Regions from separate parts of the Anas platyrhynchos genome. Here region 2 is linked to region 1. A link is a contact called in public Hi-C data. All regions are on one chromosome and are shown on one strand. Each heading gives the region's core, a stretch centred on a gene start, on an enhancer-like site or on the middle of the called end of the contact. The rest is flanking DNA. Distances are from core to core; before and after follow the strand shown. Region 1 holds the start of TANC1 (tetratricopeptide repeat, ankyrin repeat and coiled-coil containing 1). Region 2 holds the start of UPP2 (uridine phosphorylase 2).

Region 1 (7,372 bases), core at 1,309-3,808:
AGTCTTCAAACTTATATACTGGGGGTAGTGGTAGGGAGGGGCAGGGGATGACAGGGAATTGAGAAAAACTTCAAAAATTACTTGGCTAAATAGCATGAGAAAGAAGTTTTTTCTCCTTTCCCTCCCCCCCCAAACACATGCATTTGTCTGACCACTCTTTTCTATCAGATCTAGCTTATCTTCTTGTATTTTCTGCTTGCAGGTTTAGTTTTAGAATTAACAATTGGCCTTCAGTCATGTTTGAAGCAGTGTAGAGTTCTGCAGTATCTCAGCTTGTCTTTTCTTTTCAGCATTGCCTACATACAGTTAATTATGCTACTGTTTAAGCAGCAAATAGATCACCTAGCAATCTTACAGCTTCAAATACAGTAGAGACCTAGAATAAAACTCTGGTGGCAATCTAACTACAAAATGAGAAGTCTCTGAAATAAGAGTGTCAACCATTTCCAGTTGTCTTCTAGTAAAGAGTATCGGGATTCTAAATAGCCTGAAGCTCACAAGGTGTGAAATCTCTCTGGAAAGGGAGTTCACATAAGAGGCATATTTAAACAATACCAACAAATGATTAAAAAAAGAAAAAGCCAGGATATTTCAAGATCTTAGCTGGAGGTCTGCTCTTCCACAGCTTGTTAGGTATGCAGATGCATTCACTTTTTAGGAATGTGTCAAACCCCAAAAGGGAATCATTCATTTAATGGGACCTTCACTTAAGCACACGTTTGTAGGACTGGCAATTTGTAAATACAAGTGCTTTTGATGGTTTTAATTTAACAGAAGAGATCAGACACACATAGCCAAGGAAACACTTTTAACACTATAAAGCTTTACAAAAACCACAAGAGTGGGAGAAGAGGGAGATATCCAAAAATGGGAAAAATATTTAAACACTAAGTGACCAGTCGAAAGTCTTGACTACTACAACAAACCCACTGGGAAAAGAGTTGCTTATAATGACTGCAAATCACACGAGACTTATTTCAATCTTTTCACTAACTTGAAAATAGTTGCTACTAGCAGCTATTCTGTGGTTGTAGGAGAGTGTAAAATAGATGCTTCTATAATGCACCAGAAAGCTGGTTTGTTTTTTTTTTTGTTTTTTTTTTTTTTTTTTTTCTCGAAGTAATTAAGAGAGATGTCTCAAAGTTGTAATATGGAGCTCAATTTTCACATTTTAAGTACCCTGTAATCCATTTAACTTAAGTGCCAAAATCCTTACCAATTTCCATATTAAAACACACCACAGCTTTCAAAGAAGTAGGGTGGGAAAACAACAGCGACAAAAATGAATACAAAGCAAAGGCACAGCACCTTGGAGATCCCAAGGTTACTGTTGATGCTGTGGCCAGAATAAAGGGTGCCTTTACCCTCGTATTCACTTGCACTGCCTTCGCTCGCTAGGTGCTGAGCTGAACCAACTCGCTTCCTGCCATTCCTGTGCAAGAGTCACCGCACGGCAGCGCCCGCAGGTGAAGCCTCCTGAAAACGCTTCTCTGCAACTTCCGCAGCTTACTGTCACCTACAACAAGAAATACCAGGACAAGCACCAGGGCACTACCGCAGTGGTTTTGAGGCCATTTCAGGTGCAACGCAACCGCCGCTGTCACCGGAGGGAAAAAAATAATCATCCAGGAAAGGCCTAGCGAAGTCAGCTAGCGAGGCTGCAAAAGAAGTTACCTCACAAACACGTACAAGCATGCTTGAAGACTAAGCTCTTGAGAACGCAAAAGACATTTGAGGGGTAAAATGAGACAGATGGGCCACGCCCCGCACTGCTCGGGCACCGGCTGCTCCCGCGCGGCAGCGCTCCGAGGGGCAGCGCCCGGAGCTCACCGACACCAGGCAGCCAGGGCAGGGGCTGCCCGCTGAGGCACCGGCCCCGCACGGGCAGCACCCGGAGCTCGCACGGAGCTCGCCGCAGCCGAGCCGCAGGCGGAGGCCGCCCCGCAGCACCCGGCCGCCCCCCGCCGGCCGGTGAGGAGGGCAGCAGCCCCGCCCGCCCGGCTCCGGCCGATTCGGAGCGAGTTCAGGGCCAACGGCACGGCGCAGGTAACCCGCGGCGCTGAGGCGTGGGGGCCGGCCCAAGCGGGGGAGGCGGGGGAAAACGGACGAGTCCTGCCCCGCGGGAGCGGCCGGGACGGCAGGGAGGGGAGGGGAGGGCACGGCAGGGCAGGGCAGGGCGGGGCTGCCCCGGCCTCTGGGCACCCCCCGGCTCCGCGCTGCCGGTGCCGCCCCGCAGCCCCTCCGGCCCCGGGCGCCCCAGGGGGCGCAGACCACCGGTTGCGCCGGCGCCCGCGGCCGGACCGGCGGAGACCCCGCGGAGCCGCCGCCACAAGGCAGGCGCGGAGCGGGGGAGCGGCGGCGGCAGGGAGAGGGGAGGGGAGGGGGAGCCCCGGCCCCTACCTGCAGGAGGCCGCCGGGCCGCCGTCGGGCAGGGCGCGAGGCGCCCCGTGCGCACCATCGCCGGGCGGGGAGCGGCGGCGGGGAGCGGCCTCGCGCGGGCCCGTGAGGCGGAGCAGGGCTGGGCCGGCCGGAGGCGGTGCCCATGAGGCGGCGGGGCGGGGCGGGGCGGGGCGCGGCGGGGCCCGCCCGGGTCTGTCAGCGTAACGGCCCGCAGCGGCGGGGCAAGGCGCGGGGAAAGAGGCGGTCGGAGTGCGAGGCTGCGGCCCGGGGACGTCCGGGGAGGGAGGCAGCGGCTACGGGAAGGACGTGAGGTACGGGAGGGGCAGCGGCAGGGGCAGGCCGGTGTCCCGGCTGGTGTCCCGGCTCCCTGTGCTGTCAGCCCCTGTGGCTGATCCTCCGCTCCGAATTTAGGCAGCGACGCCCGTCAACAGGTTTTCCAAATCCTTTGGGGAAAAAAGGTTGAAATTTGTCAGCTTAAACAAGACCTCTGAAAGATTCAACGTATGAATTATAAAAGCAGGGCACCCAGTTAGCCTGGACAGAAGTTAATAGCAGAGCTGTCGTTCACTGCTCGTAGCTGGCAGCCACCTCCGGAGTGGGGTGCGCGGGGTGGGTGCCTTGGGGTGACTGAAGAAACATTCAGAGCGTCTTTACTTTTTATTTACGAAATAAGAAGTTACTGGTATGGAAATTTGACATGCGGCTTGGCACTGGTGCTCTTGCTTGTTCCGTGTGTCAGAGGGTCCCGTGCCACACACGGCACCGAGGTGGCAAGTGCAAGAGAACAAGGGGCAAAGCTGACGCTTCCCCAACCTCTGTCACAGACTCTTCATCAAACACATTACGAGGGAAAGCAATGACAATCTAATGAGACCTGACAAAAAGTCAGCCAAAAAGAGCTGAAATTATCATTAAATGTGGATTTCCATCTGCTATCATTAACAATAAACCTCCCCCGAGGTTTATTGTTATCTCCTCCCTCTCTATTATGGCAGTGTATTGGGATTGGAAACACCAGGGAGAAGGGAAGTGTTGTTTCCAGCAGTTTGCAATGCAACGTGGAGCTGCTGAAGCTGGTGCGTACACAGAAACATCCAGCTTCAGCCCCGTTGCTCTCTTCCACACTGGTGTGGGAGAACAGGGGCTGATTTTCTGGGGAGCTGTTTTTGGGGCCCTGCCTCGCTGTGTAGCACCTCTCTGGACAAGCATCTGGTCCACCAATAAGGTCAGAATCAGCCTATACAACTAAAAAAAAAAATCTCAGTTCACTTTTGAAAGCCTAAATATGATTTTACTAAAAAGAGCTGTAGTGCTAAAGCAAATAAGATCACTTGCTTTAAGATCGTGATATGAAAGCATATGAAATGAAGTCTTTGACCACAATTCCTTTGTCTTCAGCAGCACCATAATTTTGCCCTTAATTATCAGAGCCTCTTCATAAAATAACTGATTTTTGTGCTAATCGTGAACAAATGAATTTTCAAGGAGGAAACATGAGTGATAAAATATTATGCCACTGAAAACTACATCCCAACCTGCAGCTAATAAGAAACATCTGTTATTTTTCTTTATTGCCTAAGATATTAAATAGCCATCATTAGTCGTGGTAGGCTCTGGCTAAGAATTTTCCAGCACTGATGGCACAAGTATCAGTTTCATGCATGACTTCAGATAATTTTCCATGTGTATTTTATTGTAATTTATTTTCCTTCTTAAATAATAATAATAATAACAACAATAATAATAAAACTTAGTTACAGTGTTAATGAATATGGTGTGTTCTGCTTAAATACTGTCATTGACAGTGAAGACATCCAAAAAGCTAGAGTGTTTCTTAAACCGTTTTTATTGCCTCAGACCAGTATCAAGGCAGTATGGTTACTGCAATTCTCTGTGAGAGTTGAAGAGAAGCACTTGCTCAAAACAGCAAAGGACCTGGTTCCAAAGGTAGCATTCATTAACGTTTTTTTCTTCTTCCATTTGATGTTGTTGGCATGATTAGTACTTAATTCTAAAATAACCGTACCATCAGTAAGATTTTCTGATTTTTTTTTCTGTGATTTTTATAATCCCAGAGTTATGGTAGTTAATCCTGTTTCATCCCATGTAGAAATAGCATTGTTCAAAAAGATATCTTCTGTAGTAATAACATCACCCAAGAAAAATGTCTAATTATAATAACCTTTCAATGAAATATAAGAGCTGGAAGTAGACATGTCCAAATCTGCAACTGTCTATATGGGATATATTCATGGTTTCATTTTCAGTATTTAAAATTAAAAATTCCATTAAGGAATTATTTTCTAATGTTTACTATCTATGATGTAAACTGTGTTGTGGATGAAGACACCTTCATTGCGTTTCGTCATTGTCTTGACTCTGTCAGTGATGGTGATCTTTTGTATTAAGATAATGGGACCTTCAGGCCCTTGGGCATTAAACAAGGTGGTGGGCAGGTGGAGTAGAAGGTGAGTCCTACTCCACTCAGTGTGCCTCTGTGGGCTGGAGAAGGACGATATAAAACAATACTAGAGTACTACCACCCCTTGCTGTTTTATCATGCCGCAATATTCCATATAAGTATAAACCCTGCCTGAGTAAGAGCAAAATCTGCGTATCTTGTGATGAGACTGTGTTAATTTTATCTACATGCAGTTGCTGAAACCATAACACGTGATGCCAAAGATTTTTCTCATATGCTGTAAACATGTTCTGCTCTGCTGTGCCAAAACATTTTGTCACAAAAACTAGCTCTTTTAGAGATTCTAAAAACAAACGAGAAAAAAACTGTTCATTATGTGATTTATTGGGGATTGTCTTGTTCTTAGATTTTAAGAATTAAAAACAAGAGGAAGGTGAGAATGTAAAAAAAAAAAAAGACATAAGTGGAATCATGAGGGAAAATTTAAGTAGAAAAGAAAGTAGAAGAGAACATGTAATAAGAAAACAGAATGGATTTATAGCTTGACAGCAACCCTGATGGATGACTACTGTTGTCTGGGATTCTTAGAGCTGAAAAAGTTAAAGGACATCCTATCTAAAACAGATCTATTTGATATTTCAGTTCTGTACGTATTCGTTTCTGTATGAGGCAGGAAATAGCTTTGGTATGCAGCAATTTCCTCCCTAGAAAAGCATCTTACCTTGCAAATATTGAAGCCAATAGTACTGCATGTCTCTGCCAATAAATATTTAGCTTAAAATGGGTGATGACATTTTTGGTTGGAGAAATGACTTATTTCAGATGATCTGAAGGAGAAATAACAAAAGAAACTTTTCCAGAAGTATTTGTTCAGTAATTAAGGATTTTCATATTAATGTTACTCTGCCTCAGCAGAGCCATATTGATTTTTCAGTGTATTTGTATGAGCTTGGCTATGGTACCCTCCTTGTATCTGAGCTGAATCAGATGTTTTGGGAACAGATCCTTAAGATAATACAGCATTTTTTTTCTCTGCATTCTGCTAATAGCAATGACAAATGAAGCTAAGTCAGTAACTCTTTATGCTGGTTAAGTATCAGAAGTTTCTTTTTTCTATTTGCATGCTCATCACTATTAGATATTGTCAATAAGTTTCAGTCCCGGAAGCTGACACATGCAATAGCAAATGTAATAAATCCTTATGTCATTCCTTCTCCCAACAGCAGCGTAGTTCTCAGGCAGGCATTGTAAAAGAGCTGCGAACTTGTGTATTTCTCTCTTGGCATATTTTGGAAAGTTGTGTTAGTCATTCCTGTCCACGGTGCTTTCATTTCAAATTTAAGGTCTCATTAGAGCTTATCTACTCAGATCAGACATATCCCCCACTGGTGGGTACTTTTTGTAAATAGCAGTTGTTTTAATGTGCTGAGGCAGCCTACTTTTACTTTTGGAGGAGTGAACTCAGAATTCACATAGGAAAATGAATTTCTCCCAGGTGCTGCTGAATCTGCTAGCAAAATAAAGAAGAAAATCAACCATGCGAAAATTGAAATAAATAATGCAAGGAGAGCAGAAGAATCTGGAAAATCCATGTGCGCCTGCTTACCTTGCTGCAGCTTGCATGCAGGTCAGTGTCAAACTCTTTTCTCCATTATAGTGTTCCCTCAGTCCCCGCAATTCAGACTTGGATTTTGACAGTTGAATCATTTGGATTCTTTGGATACCATGACACCTAATAATGATATACACTGGCTTCATGCTTCTGCTTAAAATGATAGATAGCAGTGTTACTGAGGTAACCATCTCCATCCCTTGTCTATGAGCACAGTTCAATACAAAATACAAGTCCTTCACAGCTTGAGTTAAAGCCAAAACAGTATTTCCAATAAGGCATAAGAACCTTACAGTTCTCATCCATGCTTCCTGTGATATCTTCCTCAAACGCTATAAAACTGATTAAAAGAAGGCAATTCCAAACAGGTTTAGGTTTGGATCTGTTGGTTTGGATATTTAAACTTGGCTTTTCAGAGCGTTGTCTCATAGACAACCCCTTCATGCCCTTAACATCCAGACCGTGGGTCATCTGGCATGAGTCTATGCTTTTAGTGCTAAACCCACAGGGGCAAATTGAACCATTGACCCAGGCTGTATTAGTCACATAATGGGGAATCATGAGTCCAAAAATGAAAGCGATGTTGTACAACCTGCTAATGAGGGCTAATCAGAGGATATATCCAGCGTAAAAGAAAATGTTTTTTACCAGATAGTTTGGAGAGGAGCTGGTGCATAACTTATCAGATAAGGCAATCATGTAATATGGATTTGGTGTGTTGCCTAAAGCACTAATACTACAAAAGTTTAGCGCTATTGTACGTCATTCCAGATTTTTTATTTTTATTTTTTGGTGAAAATCTTTGGAACTTGGTTTAAACAAGAAATATAAGTTGATGTCATAGACTTCTTATGATACTAGGTATGATTCACCATTTTTTTTTCTGTTTTTCTTCCACTCACTTTCTTTTTATTTATTTCTGATGTTTACACTATCTC
Region 2 (7,372 bases), core at 3,289-5,788, 180 kb after region 1:
TCGGGGACCTCCTTGCTGCAGGCGAGGAGCTCCTCCGCGAGCTCCCTGTCCAGGTCCGTGCTGCGCACCACCACGTCGCCCAGCACCACCTGCTCGAACCGCGGCTGGAAGGAGGCGTCCACGGCCGTGTCCGTGATCACAACGGAGCCGGCCTTGATCCCTGTGAAAAAAAGTGAGGCTAAGCCAGTGCTCGTGGCACTTGTGACCTGTTGGAAGACTTCAGCATGACAGAGAAGTATCACTAGCTGCCTATGTGAGTGTTGGTTTTTTTTTTTATTTTTTTATCAAAACAGATGTGAGAGAATAATTGAAATTTATGCAGTGGCACAGATGTGTAAGTAAAATGCAGAAAATCAGCACATGGGAAGTGACTGTGGGAATGTACCGAGTGATGGCATTTTAATTGCTTCTGGCTTGCAGAGACCACGCCCCAGCACCAGCTTGCGCAGGCACGAGCAGCACTGCTGCCCTGGCAGGCATAACGAAAACCTGCAAATCTGCTAAACCAGTCGCTGGAAGTGTCCTGGGTTTTAACCCAAAAATAAAATATCGTCTTGGTGTTTGATATCGCAGGACTTGGCAAAATGTGAAAGCTCGTAACTACATCACCTGCTGAGAATTTTTTTCTATTAATAGTCTTTTGCTTGGAAAAAGGCCTTACTGAGACAGCTTACCTAAGCCTCCAGAAGTACCGATGCGTATAATAGTAACGTCTCGGCATTTTGCGTGGTGCAGCAGTTTGATCAGCTCATGAAGCATAATGGAAATGGAAGGGATGCCCATCCCGTGCTGTTGAGAGGAGAAAAAAGAAAAGGGTTGTTCTGTGTGACACCACAGCAGGTGGCAGGTACGTGACCACAGTGAGCTCAGGATTACACTGTGGCCTCTTCCTGATGGTGAGGCCAGCAGCAGGTGTCTTTTGGGGCAGGAGACCTCTCATGTCTTTGCAGCCTGCCCAGGCAAAGCATCTAGCCCTCTCCTCCCCTTGGTGGTTTTAAGGTTCTTGTCCGTAGTGCTGGTGTTTGTGCCCAGGGACCACTACATGGGGCACGGTGGTGTCTCTCCTTCAGGGAAGCGCTCTCACAAATGCACCCCAGCAGCTGAATGCTCCAAGCGCTTCCTCACACTGCTCATCCCTATGCCACCTGCTGCTTGTGTTGTCATGTCCTGATCGTACTCTTAGTGGTGAGATGTGGCAGAAGCAGAGCCCCCACTCCTCTGGGTGCCTCCCAGCTGTCCTTGCCCACACCACAGCACCTCTCCCACATTGCTGGGCACAAGGCACAACGGGTGGGTTCGGATGGGTTCGGCCCCCTCGGCAGGGACTGGTGCCCCCCTCAGTCCTTGGCTGCTGGGGCTGCTCCCTCCTCTGCTCCCTCGTGTCTCCTCTCAGGCCTCTGCTCTGCTGCTCAGTCACTGTCCTTTTCTCAGTTTCACCTTTAAAAATAAAAGGTGTTTGGGAGTACAGCCTTTTTTTTCATGAGAAAGGCCTCTGTTTTTTCTTTTTGCCCTTTCCATCATGTTCAATAGCCTGAAGGAAATGTATTGGAAGAAGCACGTTGGCAGTCAGTCCTCATATTGCAACGTCTCTTTTTGGCTGTGAGGCTGATGGTCTACAGTCTTCTATCACGTTTTAAATATGAAAACATTTGCATGTTATTATTCTGGAACATCAGCCTGAGCTATTTGACAATGTCTAAAAAAAATTATTCTCCCTGTAAATATTCAAAGCAGGAAGCTGTCTTCCTGCCTCCGGTACATTCGAGTTCATCTGTGTATCCAAGCAACTCGCAAACTGGCGGTGCTGGCAGCCGCTGGGTGCTGTGCTCGGGTGGCTCGTGCCCGACAGGGCGGTGGCGGCCGCGTGGCTGCTGCCCCGGCACAGCTGCTGCCAGGTGGGGCAGAGCAAAACCCGCAGGGTTTTCTCCCTGGGATCCTGCCAGATCGGCTCCCTTGAGCTTCTCTGTCAGTCAGGTTTGGTTCGGTTCTGTCAGAGGAACCAGACGCGATCCCTCCCGGCTGAGCGGTGCCACCTCCCGTGAACCAGGTGTGAGACCGATCCCGTGCCTGAAAAAGCAGTGGCAGCAGCGGGTCCTGGGGCACCAGCACCCACCAGCGCAGCCTGTGCTTGCTCCTGCCCCTGTGCAGTGCCAGACACACCACTGTTCCCAGAGGAACCAATAATGGGGCAAGGTTTTCACTTGGGAGCCCATGGCAGTGCAATGCTGTTGGCAATATTTCATTTATTCGTGATGGGAACTGGTCTTTGCCTGGTGAACTGCCACACTGCTGAGATGAGCAAAATGCGTGCCTGCTCATTCTGAGCACTGCGCCCTCTAAATGGGAGGTGTCGGGCACGCAGAGGACAACCGTGGCCAAGGGACTGTGGTGGTGCCAAGGGCTGAACACCAGGCAAGGGCAGAGGCTGGCGCCGGCTGGGCCAAGGCTGTGCCCGAGGCTGGGGCCATGGTGCCGGGGCAGGGAGGCGCGCAGAGCACGGCAGAGCCTCACGGAGCCTCGTGGAGCCTCACGGTACTTACGCTGATGGAGAGCACTGGCCCCGTGCGGTACATGGCGTAGCGGTCCGTCCCCGCGCAGATGTCAGCCACGTCCTCCCCACTGCCCTCGAGCCCCAGCTCCTTGTGCATGAACTGGGCAAACGCCTTCATCCTGTTCGGGCTGCCGCCAACGCAGACAAACTGGGTGTAAAATGTGAATTTGTGGGCATTTCTCACTAAAACGGGCATCGAGTCAGTGCTAACGCGACAGTGTGCGGCTGCACCAGATGCGAGCAGCGAGCGCTGCCTCCTCACGGGCAGCCGGGGGGCATTGGAGCAGCGGGGTCTCAGCGCCAGGAGCTGCCCTGAAAGCCAGGCTGTGCTCCCCTGGGGCTGTGCCTGTGCTGGGTCGAGGCAGCCGCACAGCTGCACAGAGCTGGGTGGCAGCTCCAGGTCAAGAAAAGCTAAAGCAATCTCACTGTAATACATTTGGCCAATTTAAGCTGTTAGTATTCCTACTGCCAGCAAAGGAAAGCAAAGCCAGATGTTAGAGTGGCTTGTCATTTTATTTATTCTATCAGCAGAGTCTGCTGCAATTGGAGAGCACTGCTGATGACACGGAGGCCACAGAGTCAGGGAGGAAAGGGACAAACACTCTCAATTTCTATACTGAAACAAAAAATGCTCCCTAAACATAGGAGGGGGCTGGCGTGTGGCTGTGCGAGCAGCGCTGCTGACCCGCAGGGAAGGGGGAGCCCACGCGTGGTGATGGCTGCGCCAGGCTCCTCGAGCCCCGTGGCTCCATGACTCTTCCCCTGCTCTGATTTAATGTGGGATCGGAGCTCTGACAGCCTGTGCTTGACAGCTTTGTGCTTTGGCCTCAGCTAAAAATAGGACATCCTCTCTCCCATCTCCAGCACACGAAGCTCAGCTCGGATGCTTTGGACAAGTGCTCCCTGCCTGGCCTCTGACAGGGAGGCCAAAATAACCTCAGGTTTTACCGACCGGCAGGTATTTTAAAGGAGAGTTTTCTGTTGGGCCTTCTGTCCAGAACAAGCCACCGAGACCCTTTGCAGGAGGCCAGGTCCTGCTCCAGCTGGAGCGCCCACAGCAGCGGGGCCCCGGCACGGGACGGCAGCGCCGCGGGACAAGGGGCAGAGAGCCGGCGGGCCTGGGAGCTGCTGCCTCGCTTCTGCCCCTGCCACTTACCTTTATGTCCCCAAACATAGCGGGCAGGTTGTGCGTCCTTGTTCCCAAGTCCAGGTGATACAGAATGTCCTCCTCCATCGAGTCCAGGTGCGGGTTTTTGATGAGGACGGGCCCCCCGCTGCGGGGAGAGGGGCAGAGCCGGGTGAGCGGGCGGCTGCCTCCTGCCAGAGCCTCGCGAGCGCTCGTCCTGCTCACACTGCTTCTGGGAGCCCCTTCAGCAGCGTCTTACTGTCCCTACGTACTTGGCAGAAAGGGGTTCTTGATATTTATCATCAGTTTTGTCAGACTTAGCTCTTTCTTTGATACAACATTGCTGGAAGTACCTAGCAGGTAATGTACTGTGATGCCTCATACGTGACAGCTTATTAAGCTCGTAGCAAATCAGGATTTTATATTTGTACTGTCCCAAATAATTGCCGAGCAGTACAAGTGCAAATTAAATTCAGATTCTGCGGACGGCAGGAGGTCAGTTTACCTTGCCTTTCCAAGTGCTTTAATAGATGTAAAGCAACTAAACAACGATACAGGCCAATTTTATAAATAAGGCTTAAAGAAAACCCAGAGAACGTTTTTCTTGTCTTACTAAAACAAATTCAAAGCCTCTCCCATGACTCACCCCGAGTAACCTGTTGTTTCAGTCATGACGGCTCTGCCAGAGTCAGCTGAAAGCGATACCCTGCGGAAAGGTGAGGCAAACACCCTGCTGTTTCTTCAGCTGTTAGCGTTCGGAGCTAGGAAGGGATCTGAGGCGGCTCTGCAGGGGGTTAAATACCCTCCCCGCTTTGTGCAACACCCCAGGCAGCAGCAGGACCACCTCCCTCCTCCCGCTCCCATTTGTCCGGTAGGTGCCAGATGTTCCTGCTCCAGGCCAGCGCTCTGCTTGTCCCGGGACGTGGTCCCAGAGCCCCGCATTGGCTGGCCCTGCAGGTGTGTCGCTGCTGGCACGCCTCCGGCTGCACGCACGCTTGCCCTTTGGCCAGCACAGGGCTGCAGGGCTGGCACACGTGTGTGATGGCTTTGTGTGACCGGTGTGTTGGCCCCAGGAGTGTGGCATGGCATGGTGTGTTATGGCATGGTGTGTTATGGCATGGCATGGCGTGTTCCCATGCCAGGGCATGAGGTGCCATGGTACAGACCCCGGGCCGGAGCGTGGTGCGCTCGGCTCCCCAGAGCAGCCCAGCGTATCTGCAGGTGGGGCTTCTGGCAGCGGGGATGCCTCTGACATTTCAAAGCATGTACGTGTCCAAGCCCTTAACATTGCAAAACACCAGGAAAAGTCAAATAAGCATTACGAACCAGTTGTACAGTGAAGTGTAACTTGGACGTCTTGCCCAAGACGGGATCAGGAAGGATCTGAGGAGGGCTGGAGCAGAGCCCGTATGAACATTTCAGACTTGCTGGAGTTGTACCAAAGTCAGGCTGCAATGGTTTCTCTGCTCAGATGAAGTTCTCTCCTCTCTGGATGCTGTTAACATATTCCTGCCAAAGATGACTTATTGCTGACACTCCACAGCACTCCTGAGGGATATGGATTTGGTTTTTCCTTTTCCTTTCAGCGTGCACCAGATTGCAATGAGAGGTACGCAGAACAAGTGTCCTTGGGGACGCACATGCAGCGCTTCCTGCAGTCTTGGACTGTGTCAGTCACACAGACACTCGTCTCTCTCAGCATAGCATTAAATGTTTCGGGCACCTTGCAGTTCATATAGGGACTGTCATGCGCCTCTTTGCAGTGTTGTCCACTTGGCATGACTTCATTTGGAGACTACACCAGGAAGGTTTGCTACTTGCAATTGCTGGCTGCAAGCACCGTGGTGGAGCTGAGGTCCGTGTTGGCTTGCCGTGGGTCTGCCAGCTTCCTTTGGCACCTGCTTGTTTGGCAAAGGGGCGCAAGGTCGCCCTGCTCATGCTCTGTGCCCCACATGCAGTCAGCATCCTGCTGCCAGTGGTCCCACACCGCTGGAGGAGCGGGGCTGAGGGGGACCCGCAGCCTGCACAGATGTGCTGCAGTCGGTGCCGGCACCCAGCCGCCGCTGAGGCTAATTTGGCTTGCAGAGCACCTATTGCTGTTGGCGATGCACAAAGCAGAAAGAACAGCTTGCGCCTCAGAGCCCAGATGAGTCTGTGGATGAGTGGGCACAGAAATCATCTACTTGTGTCGGGAGCCTAGCTGATGCAGAAGGAATTGCACAAGTCTCTCACCCCGCTCCACCACTTCCCAGCCGCTCGAGCACTGCCTTGCAGCCTGCAGAGGTTCGGAGGAGGAGGTGCTGGTCGTGCCGTGGCACAGCAGTGTCGGTGCAGTGCAACACCAGCTCTGCAGTGAGCTGAGCCCAGCCGCTGGCACTCTGCGACCGACAGAGCCTGCGCTGGGAGCAAGTTCAGCGGGGCTGGAGGGAACGGCAGGATCTGGCAGAGTGGTGGGTGGACAGACAGCTCTCATCATGCCAGCGACCCTGTGGTGAAGCAGGGTGGGTATTGCCCCGAGCCAGCGAGATCCTATGGGCAGGGGTTGCTGGCTTCGTCTATTTAGTGCAGGATTTCCTTGCCTCCCCTTCTTCACACTTGCAGCCAAGTATTTTTGCATGTCTGGCAAGATCTGCACTTGTGCTATTGTAAACTGTCTCATGACAAAATAATTTTCCTGAGTGCACAGGTGAATTTTTAGCTAAATATTTACTTAAGAACTAAAAATAATATTCCAGTGGACCCAACTGCAATGTGTGATATCCTTGCCTGCTGCCAGTGGAGTGCGCAGGGCGGGTGGCCAGTGTGGACTCAGCTGCAGCCACACCTGGTTGCAAAGCCACAGCACATCTCTCCTTTGCCAAAAATGTAAGACCTCTCTCAGAGGGTTTTGACTGGTTCTGCACTTGCCCAGGAAGAAATTGCCCTGGATTTGCTATCCAAAGGGCACTTTGTGTTCAGCCTGCAGAGATGCTGGTCTGCTCCTGGTACCATCTCCTGCAGCAGGCGAGGTGGATGGGGCTGTGCATGGCGTGGTGTGATGGGCACATTGTGGTGTGACGGGCACGTTGTGGTGTGACGGGCACGTTGTGGTGTGATGGGCTCAGTGTGGTGTGATGGGCTCAGTGTGGTGTGACCACCAGCCCTTGGCTTCCTGGGCACCAGGCTGGGTGCTGCCGTGGGGCAGGAGCAGCCCCATGCCGCAGGCTGGGCTGGGGACCGAGGCCACCAGCACACCTCAGCATCGCATATTCCCTGCCAGCAGCCCTGTGCCGCTGGGCTGAGCACTGCCCCGCTGGGTCTGGGCAGGGTCACCCAGCACCCTCACAGGGCTACACGCGTCCAAGAGGCAAAAGGCAAGGCTTTGGAGAGCAGCCCTGTGGAGTGCGCAGAGGCAGAAATCCCCGTGGGACAAAGCTCTGCCTGGGAAGGCAGGCTGAGAAGCTGTGAGTAAGCAATGTTCCCGGTGGTGTTTGTCCCTGACGTGTTCAAGGTAAAAGGAATGAGCGTGTTCTTTGTAAGTAAACAAGCCTGAGGGAAACGTCTGCCTTGTGCTTTTGGATTCCCAGAACTGATCCCGAAGTGAAGGGACAGCAGTTGCCACTGCCATGCACATTTTGGGGCAGTTTCAGAGCTTGTCTTTGTGCGGGTTGGCTCGCTGCCCAGTCAGGTTCTGGTCAGTACTGAAGAGCTCTCGC

What was found. Hi-C and Micro-C count contacts between places; a contact is called where the count stands out from the background.
Region 2: a contact with region 1 is called in a Hi-C map of subcutaneous adipose tissue, with 2.3 times the contacts expected there. The contact joins the promoter of UPP2 here to the promoter of TANC1 in region 1. A contact is called at or near these places in 3 of 8 Hi-C or Micro-C datasets (liver, small yellow follicle and subcutaneous adipose tissue).

What each region holds. Positions count from the first base shown.
Region 1 is chr7:893,657-901,028 of IASCAAS_PekinDuck_T2T, forward strand. TANC1 (tetratricopeptide repeat, ankyrin repeat and coiled-coil containing 1) reads right to left here and starts at 2,559. Exons shown (of 27, transcript XM_072040998.1): 1 at 2,401-2,559. The coding sequence starts at 2,544. LOC119717423 (a long non-coding RNA gene) reads left to right here and starts at 2,566. Exons shown (of 8, transcript XR_011810676.1): 1 at 2,566-2,711; 2 at 4,263-4,347; 3 at 6,318-6,449.
Region 2 is chr7:1,075,081-1,082,452 of IASCAAS_PekinDuck_T2T, forward strand. It overlaps UPP2 (uridine phosphorylase 2), which reads right to left and starts at 4,539. Exons shown (of 7, transcript XM_005027638.6): 1 at 4,324-4,539; 2 at 3,708-3,825; 3 at 2,541-2,699; 4 at 675-789; 5 at 1-160. The coding sequence starts at 4,349.